Regions from separate parts of the Ovis aries genome. Here region 2 is linked to region 1. Evidence: chromatin contacts called from public Hi-C data. All regions are on one chromosome and are shown on one strand. Each heading gives the region's core, a stretch centred on a gene start, on an enhancer-like site or on the middle of the called end of the contact. The rest is flanking DNA. Distances are from core to core; before and after follow the strand shown. Region 1 overlaps STON2 (stonin 2). Region 2 holds the start of STON2 (stonin 2).

The links. A called contact is a pair of places that touch in the nucleus more often than the background predicts.
Region 2: a Hi-C map of blood shows a contact between it and region 1, with 1.5 times the contacts expected there. The contact joins the promoter of STON2 here to the enhancer-like site in region 1.

What each region holds. Positions count from the first base shown.
Region 1 is chr7:90,863,788-90,867,198 of ARS-UI_Ramb_v3.0, reverse strand. All of the region lies in intron 1 of STON2 (stonin 2), which reads left to right. Among named protein-coding and RNA genes, the nearest start is that of STON2, 38 kb to the left of the region's middle. Within about 2 kb of position 1,913, at least 12 of the 54 cell types and tissues checked have an H3K27ac peak or open chromatin away from gene starts, as enhancers often do.
Region 2 is chr7:90,902,115-90,905,593 of ARS-UI_Ramb_v3.0, reverse strand. It overlaps STON2 (stonin 2), which reads left to right and starts at 1,733. Exons shown (of 6, transcript XM_042252819.2): 1 at 1,733-1,896.

The DNA of each region.
Region 1 (3,411 bases), core at 664-3,163:
GGTGGATTCTTTATCAGCTGAGCCACCAGGGAAGGGAGATAGATAAGAGACTGGTAATTGTCTGAATGAGAGACTGAGGGGCTGAACCACAGCAATGGCTGTGGAAACAGAAAGGGTAGTTTTAAGAGTTCAAACTCTGAAATTCAGCCCCTCCTTTTCTAGTACACTCAACACAGTGCCACCCTCTTCAGATGAACAGAGCCTAACTCACGGTGACCTGGACATGCCATTTCTGCCCATTGTTTCCCGAATGCCTTTGCCCCTCTGCTTGTTTGGCTAGATCCCTCCCTTCTCGTTTAAGATGTAGCTCGTGGCCACCTACCACTCAAGCCCTGAATGGTCTCTTAACCTAACTCTCTGCCCGGGTGCTGTCATTGTTTTGTGGCTAACTTGTCACAATAGGTTAAAGAGCCTGTAGACACATGTGAGTTGCTCAGTCGTGTCTGACTCTTTGTGACCCCATGGACTGTAGCCCCCAGGCTCCTCTGTCCATGGGATTCTCCAGGCAAGAATACTGGAGTGGGTGGCCATTCCCTTCTCCGGGGGATCTTCCTGACCCAAGGTCGAACCTGGGTCTCCCACACTGCAGGCAGATTCTTTGCCCTCTGAGCCACCAGGAAGTTTATTGTTGTTTTAATGTCACTGTCATTAATGACAATCTCCTGTAAGCTACTGGGGTCTACCGATGCTTTCTCATTCTCCTGTGTACTGTCAGGCCCTGGAGTGGGGTCCCGCACAGTACCCTGTACATGTTCCCGATGATGCTGACCCCTGGCTTTGTGGGACACACTGGGGTCTGGGTGCGGCTGGTAGCATCCATCACCAGACTCCTGCTCAGTGCAGGCTTGTCCATCTCCCTTAAGCACATTTCTTGAGTCACTCTGTACTCGTAAGCTTCCCATGGCCCCCTGAAATCTTCTCGGCTTTAAGATCCGTCAGTCCTTTCTCCCCACATTTCCCCAGTTGCCATCAGACTGACCTCTCCACTGGCCCAGAAACAAGTCCCACGAAGCTCTGATTCTTAATTTTCACTTAGGCTGACCCTTGTTCCTAGGGTGTCCTTACTTTTTCCTTCTGGTGGTTCAGAGCCAAGTGAAAAAAGTGCAAGTGTTAGTCGCTCAGTCATCTCTGATTCTTTGTGACCCCATGCACTGTAGCCCACCAGGCTCCTCTGTCCATGGAAATTTCCAGGCAAGAGGCCTGCAGTGGGTAGCCATTGCCTAGTCTCCAGGGGATCTTCCTGACCTAGGGATTGAATCCTGGTCTCCTGAATTGCAGATGGATTCTTCACCACCTGAGCCACCAGGGAAACCCTGATATCTTTCAGCCAAGGATATCTTTCAAATCCAAAGTCCTGCTCAATCCCTGATGGTTCTAGCCCTTGCAGATCTCTCTGTGACCACACTTTTGCAGCATTTCCGGTGTGTCCTCCAGCAGGCAGTTACTCCCAGATTTGTTTGCTATTCTGAGCATCTTCACCTCTACAGCTAGATTGTGCTGCGTGATCTCTCAGTATCTCAAAGGGTCCCTAATACATTTCTGGACACCTAGAGCTCATGAATGCATAGTAAGAGGCTGCCATAAGGCACGTCTGTTTCTTAGGCCCTCATCTTATTCGTCAACTGCATTCTCACACCCACATTTGAGTGTTGTTAGGGAAGCCAAGGAAGAAGCTTCACTCTGCAATGGCAGCCCAGAAACTTCAGTGAGGTTTTGAGTGGCTCTTGGTCAACCCTGTTGCTGATCATGAGTCACCGCTCATTTGTGGTGAGTCTAAGCCTCACTTCATGATTCATGTTCTAAAAATGGAGTGAGGTTTTTGCAGAGAAGTCACTTCCGGTTTGAACGTGGCCTCACGGTGATCAGGTTCCTCTGTGGGCTTCCAGCTCTCCTGAAGGTCAGGCATCTCTGGGTTCCTTGGATGTGGCTGATTCGTGGCAGACACCTAGAGTCTATTTCACAGGGTTAGGATAGGGTGTTCCTGGTACTCAATGCTGTCCCGTAGGTTTTCTTGAGACTTATCATCTGTAATCAGCTGAAGTCTGGATCTGGGATGGACTAGAAAGGGGAGGTAAATATTGGGGTCTCCTCTTTTGTTCATACTTCTGAGTAGGTGTCTTGGTTTCTCAGCCAGAATGCGCTTGCATGTAGGAAGAGGGCGTTGAGTGCTTGACTCCACTTAACATCTGAGAGAACTGCTCTAAGAAGGAGTTGAAAAGGGAAATCACTAAAATCTGAATGGGTCAGTGATGGAAATGGGGCGGTTTCATGAAATTTGCTTTCTGATCTCAGAACTCCCACTAGTAAGCAGTGGACCACTGTACAAGCTGTTTACCTACAGCACTGATGGCCATAGCTGGCATTTTTAAAGAGTTTGGATTAGAGCCTGGCGCACACAGTAAGCCTTCTGGAAACACCTGCTATGATCATCACCCATGTTACAGAGCATTTTAGCACCAGTGCTATGCACTTGATGTCTAGTATCTTACTTCATCCTTACAATATTGATGTGTTTTGTTTCTCTTGCTGCACCAGGGTGAGCTGAGGCTTACAGACTATACGTGACTCAAATCCAGATGGTGGGACTCCCCGGCCTATCTCAGCCTCTGCTGTTGCTCTGCCTGACTTCCCTGGGCCTTAGGTTTGGTTGTTTTGTTTTGTTTTGTTTGTTTATCTGTTTGTTTTTTTATCTGTGGAAGTTGAAAGCTGGACTGCTGGTCTTTAAAATCTCTGAGTTCTAAAATTTCTAGCTGTTTTATCCATTATCTTCACCCTTTTCCCTCTCTTTCTCTGCGTCCCCTTACCTACCCACTTTCACCCGTGAATTTCGTGGGATGCATCATCACGGCATGGGCGGGATATTTCCCCCATTGAGCTATGAGGCTGCATGTGTCAGCATGCAGACTTGTACTGTGGCTTTGTGGCAGTCGTTGTTGGAGCTCGTTTACACGCTGCGGTTGCTGGAGAGAGGGAATCTGACTCTTCAGTTTTACTGTCTTAACTTGGCCTGCAGCCATTACCACACTGAGTGATGCTGGCATTTGATGGGATGGAGAGAGGCTTATGGAGGAAGTCCACCAGACTCAGCTCTTTGGGTCTGTGAGCTCTACATGGTTATCTGGTGAGATCTGGTTGAAGCAGTCATTCTCCAGGCTCTTTGCACATGTCTGATCCCATGACTTGTAAGGATCTTAGGAGAGGAACTTGAAAGAGAACTTTCAATTCTCTGCACAGCTTGGATTCCCTCGCAGATGTCCAGTGAGGAGTTTCACCAATCATTTCACTATAGTTCCATTGGAATTGATGTTTGTAAAGTGCTTCAGTTGGGGAATAGTCTGTATGTATATATATATTTTGCAGTATTTTTCTCTGTGGCTGTGACCCAAAGACCAGAGTGCTTTGGCATCAGAA
Region 2 (3,479 bases), core at 484-2,983, 39 kb before region 1:
TGTTGCAGGTGTGAGAGAATGTTGGGAGGACTGAGACTGTAAAATGGGAGGAGAGATGAAGATGCGGGCAGGTTTAACCCCTGACAGTTGCTCTCCGTTCTGACCTGTGCCTCTCCATCGCAGTGCAGGGCGACTGTCTTCCAGATGAAAATCTCTCGCACTCAGAACTGATGTCTCTTGTCCACAAGGAACCTGTGTGCATACTTATGACAGCTGTTATATGCATTTCTGAATTAATATATGCAAAGTACTTGGAAACCTGACTGGCGAATACTATGCATCATGGAAACGTTAGGGTTGTTGTTTTTATTAATCAGACTCATCTCCGTAGCTAGGTAAAGATTCCTTGTTGAGGAAGGCCTCGCTGTCCTTCTTGTCCTTAGTAATCTCTTAACGTGATTAGGACCCTGGACAAGTCGCTTACCCTTTGCAAGCTCCACAAAGATTGTGTGTCAAGTACGATCTGAGTCTAGAAACACAATTTGGTGCCCACTATTTATGAGCTACTGCCCTGCGTCCTATGCCTATATATATATATATATATATATATATATATATATCAGTTCAGTCGCTCAGTCGTGTCCAACTCTTAGCGACCCCATGGACTGCAGCACGCCAGGTATCCCTGTCCATCTCCAACTTCCGAAGTTTACTCAAACTCATGTCCATCACTGCGGTGATGCCATCCAACCATTTCCTCCTCTGTCATCCCCTTCTCCTCCCGCCTTCAATCTTTCCCAGCATCAGGGTCTTTTCCAATGAGTCAGGTGGCCCATAGGATTAATAGCTATAATTCTATAACTTATATATATGTATATATATATATATATATAGAGAGAGAGAGAGAGAGAGAGAGAGAGAGAGTATGCCTATATATATAGTCAAACCAACCTAGACAGCATATTAAAAAGCAGAGACATTACTTTGCCAACAAAGGTCCATCTAATCGAGGCTATGGTTTTTCCAGTGGTCATGTATGGTTGTGAGAGTTGGACTGTGAAGAAAGCTGAGCGCCGAAGAATTGATGCTTTTGAACTGTGGTGTTGGAGAAGACTCTTGGGAGTTCCTTGGACTGCAAGGAGATCCAACCAGTCCATCCTAAAGGAAATCAGTCCTGAATATTCATTGCAAGGACTGATGCTGAGGCTGAAACTCATTGGAAAAGACCCTGATGCTGGGAAAGATTGAAGGTAGGAGGAGAAGGGGACGACAGAGGATGAGATGGTTGGATGGCATCACCGACTCAATGGACATGAGTTTGAGTAAACTCTGGGAGTTGGCGATGGACAGGGAAGCCCGGCGTGCTACAGTCCAAGGGGTCACAGAGTCAGACACGACTGAGCGACTGAACTGAACTGAGAGTAAAAGCGTTAAATGAATGAGGAGTCAAAACCTCATATAAGAGTGAGACGGGGAACAGCAGTCTGCACCGTGCAGCCTCGACACGGGCTGTGGGACAGCCTCCTGGGCGGTCCCCAGACCCTGCACCCCCGGGCCGCACGCCTGAGCTGCACTGACCGCGCGGCAGGGCCCGGGTTGCAGCGTCTGGCTGTGAGCTCCGAGCTCCGGGTGCAGAAAGGACACCGCGGGGCTGCGGCGCGGGGGGTCGGGGTAGGGGCGGGTCCGCGCCGCGTCGGACCCGCCCACCGCCCGGCAGACCAATCAGCGCGCGGCTCTGGCTCGCTCCTCGGCCAATCCGTAGCGGCGGGAGCGGCGCCCAGCGCCGCTGGGCGCAGAGCGAGCTCGGACTGGGGAGCCTGAGGCCGGGCCGCCCCGGAGCGAGCGCGGCAGGGAGGAGCGCGCGGCGGGACGAGGGCACCCCGGGGCCGGCGCCACTCCCGCTGAGCCGCGGCCACCTTCCGGCGGACCCTCAGGACTCTGCGCGCCGCGCCGCAGGTAGCTGCTCCCCGAGCTGGGAGGCCGATCGCGCTCCGGGCTCCCGCGGGTGGAGCGGGCGGGGGGGCGGGCCGGCCGCGAGGTCGTAGCGCTGCGGGAGCTGCCCGAGCCCCTGTGGAGCCCCCCGAAGCTGCCTCGGCTGGAATGCCCCGGGGAGACGCGCTTCCCCCAGCCGCGGGCGTCCAGCGGTGAGAGCGAGCGAGGGGAGTCCGCTAAGGTGGGCAGGGGTGCAGAGTCGGGGGACAAGACGTGACCCCTGGACACCCTGCCTCGCACACAGGCGCTGTCTGCCCGTGCGTGTCCGCCCCGAGATCTGGGTCCCCGGGACGTCTTCTTGGGGCCCTAGTGAGGGAGGCGACAACAGGTGTCCTTGCGGACTGTGCTTTTCTCCACCGTCCACCCCTCACCCCAACCCTCCCCAAAACTGCTTTGGCGTTCTGCGCCCCACTTTCGGGGTATCCGGATACAGGGACCCCAGCCTGGCCTCTCAGGCACGATGCCCGCTGGACAGCGCCCAGAGGCGGCCTGGACCCGGCCTTTGGATGGAGTTTCCTCCTCTCGTTGCCAAGCGATTTGCCTGACACCCGCCCCTCTCGCTGAGATGAAGAGAGTTGATGTGGTTTGTGTGTGTGTGTTGCAGCCTGTACTAAAAGGAGCTGCCCCAGGGCTGTGAGTGAATCATTAACTGGTTTCTGTACAGCTAGTGGCCTCCGTCTCTTTCTCCGAGGCAGGTCCTTCGTGGTCTCCTGCGCTTCACTCTTCTAGACTGTAAAGTCAAAACACTGCCTTTACCTGCCCGATGGCGTGGCTTTGCGGAGTAAATGAGCCAAGCTGGAAAACACTGAGGCCAGCGCTGAAGTGTTCCATAAAGGCTGGCTTAGTGTTCATTATACGGAGCGGATGGCCTTTTTAAAGAGTAAATCAGACTTGTCCAAACTGGCCCAGTGACTCTTTGGAGTTCTGAACAGCTTTTTACACTTGAAGGGGAAAAATAATCTTACTGATGGTATCATTTAAAGGTACTATATCCTTTGAGGGATTAAAAAAAAGAAAAACAAGTCTGCTTCATTGGAATGGTGAGAGATAAATAGATTCCAACTAGTAACTGAGAAAACTTTGTAACCCTTGAAAAAAATGTGTATGAATGTTATATCATGGTACTGTGTTGCCTCATTACTATGGCTGATTTAAGGGGGAAACTTTGAGCATTGTTATACTCCCTACTCCTCCCTTAAAACAAGTGAATTTTAAAAGAGAGAGAAGAGAATAGCAAACAAAAGCCCAACCACACAACAAAATGCCAACAGCTCACAGAAGCCTAAAATTACAGTTCCCACTTGAGGTTTTTTTTTTTTTTCAGTTTCTGACCTCGGTGGTCTGCTTCGGTTCTTTGCCACTGTGTCACTTTCCTTGTTTTCTTTGAAGAGTCAAATGTTTCACTCCTTGAATTTGTCTTTTTAAAAGCTAAAATATCAATGTATATCAGACTCGCTTGGGTTTCTGAGCCCTCTGCTACTTGTTTCCTACCCCCCGACAAACCCCAGCGGACCTTCCCAGAGATTCTCTAGGGCAGGGGTCCCCAG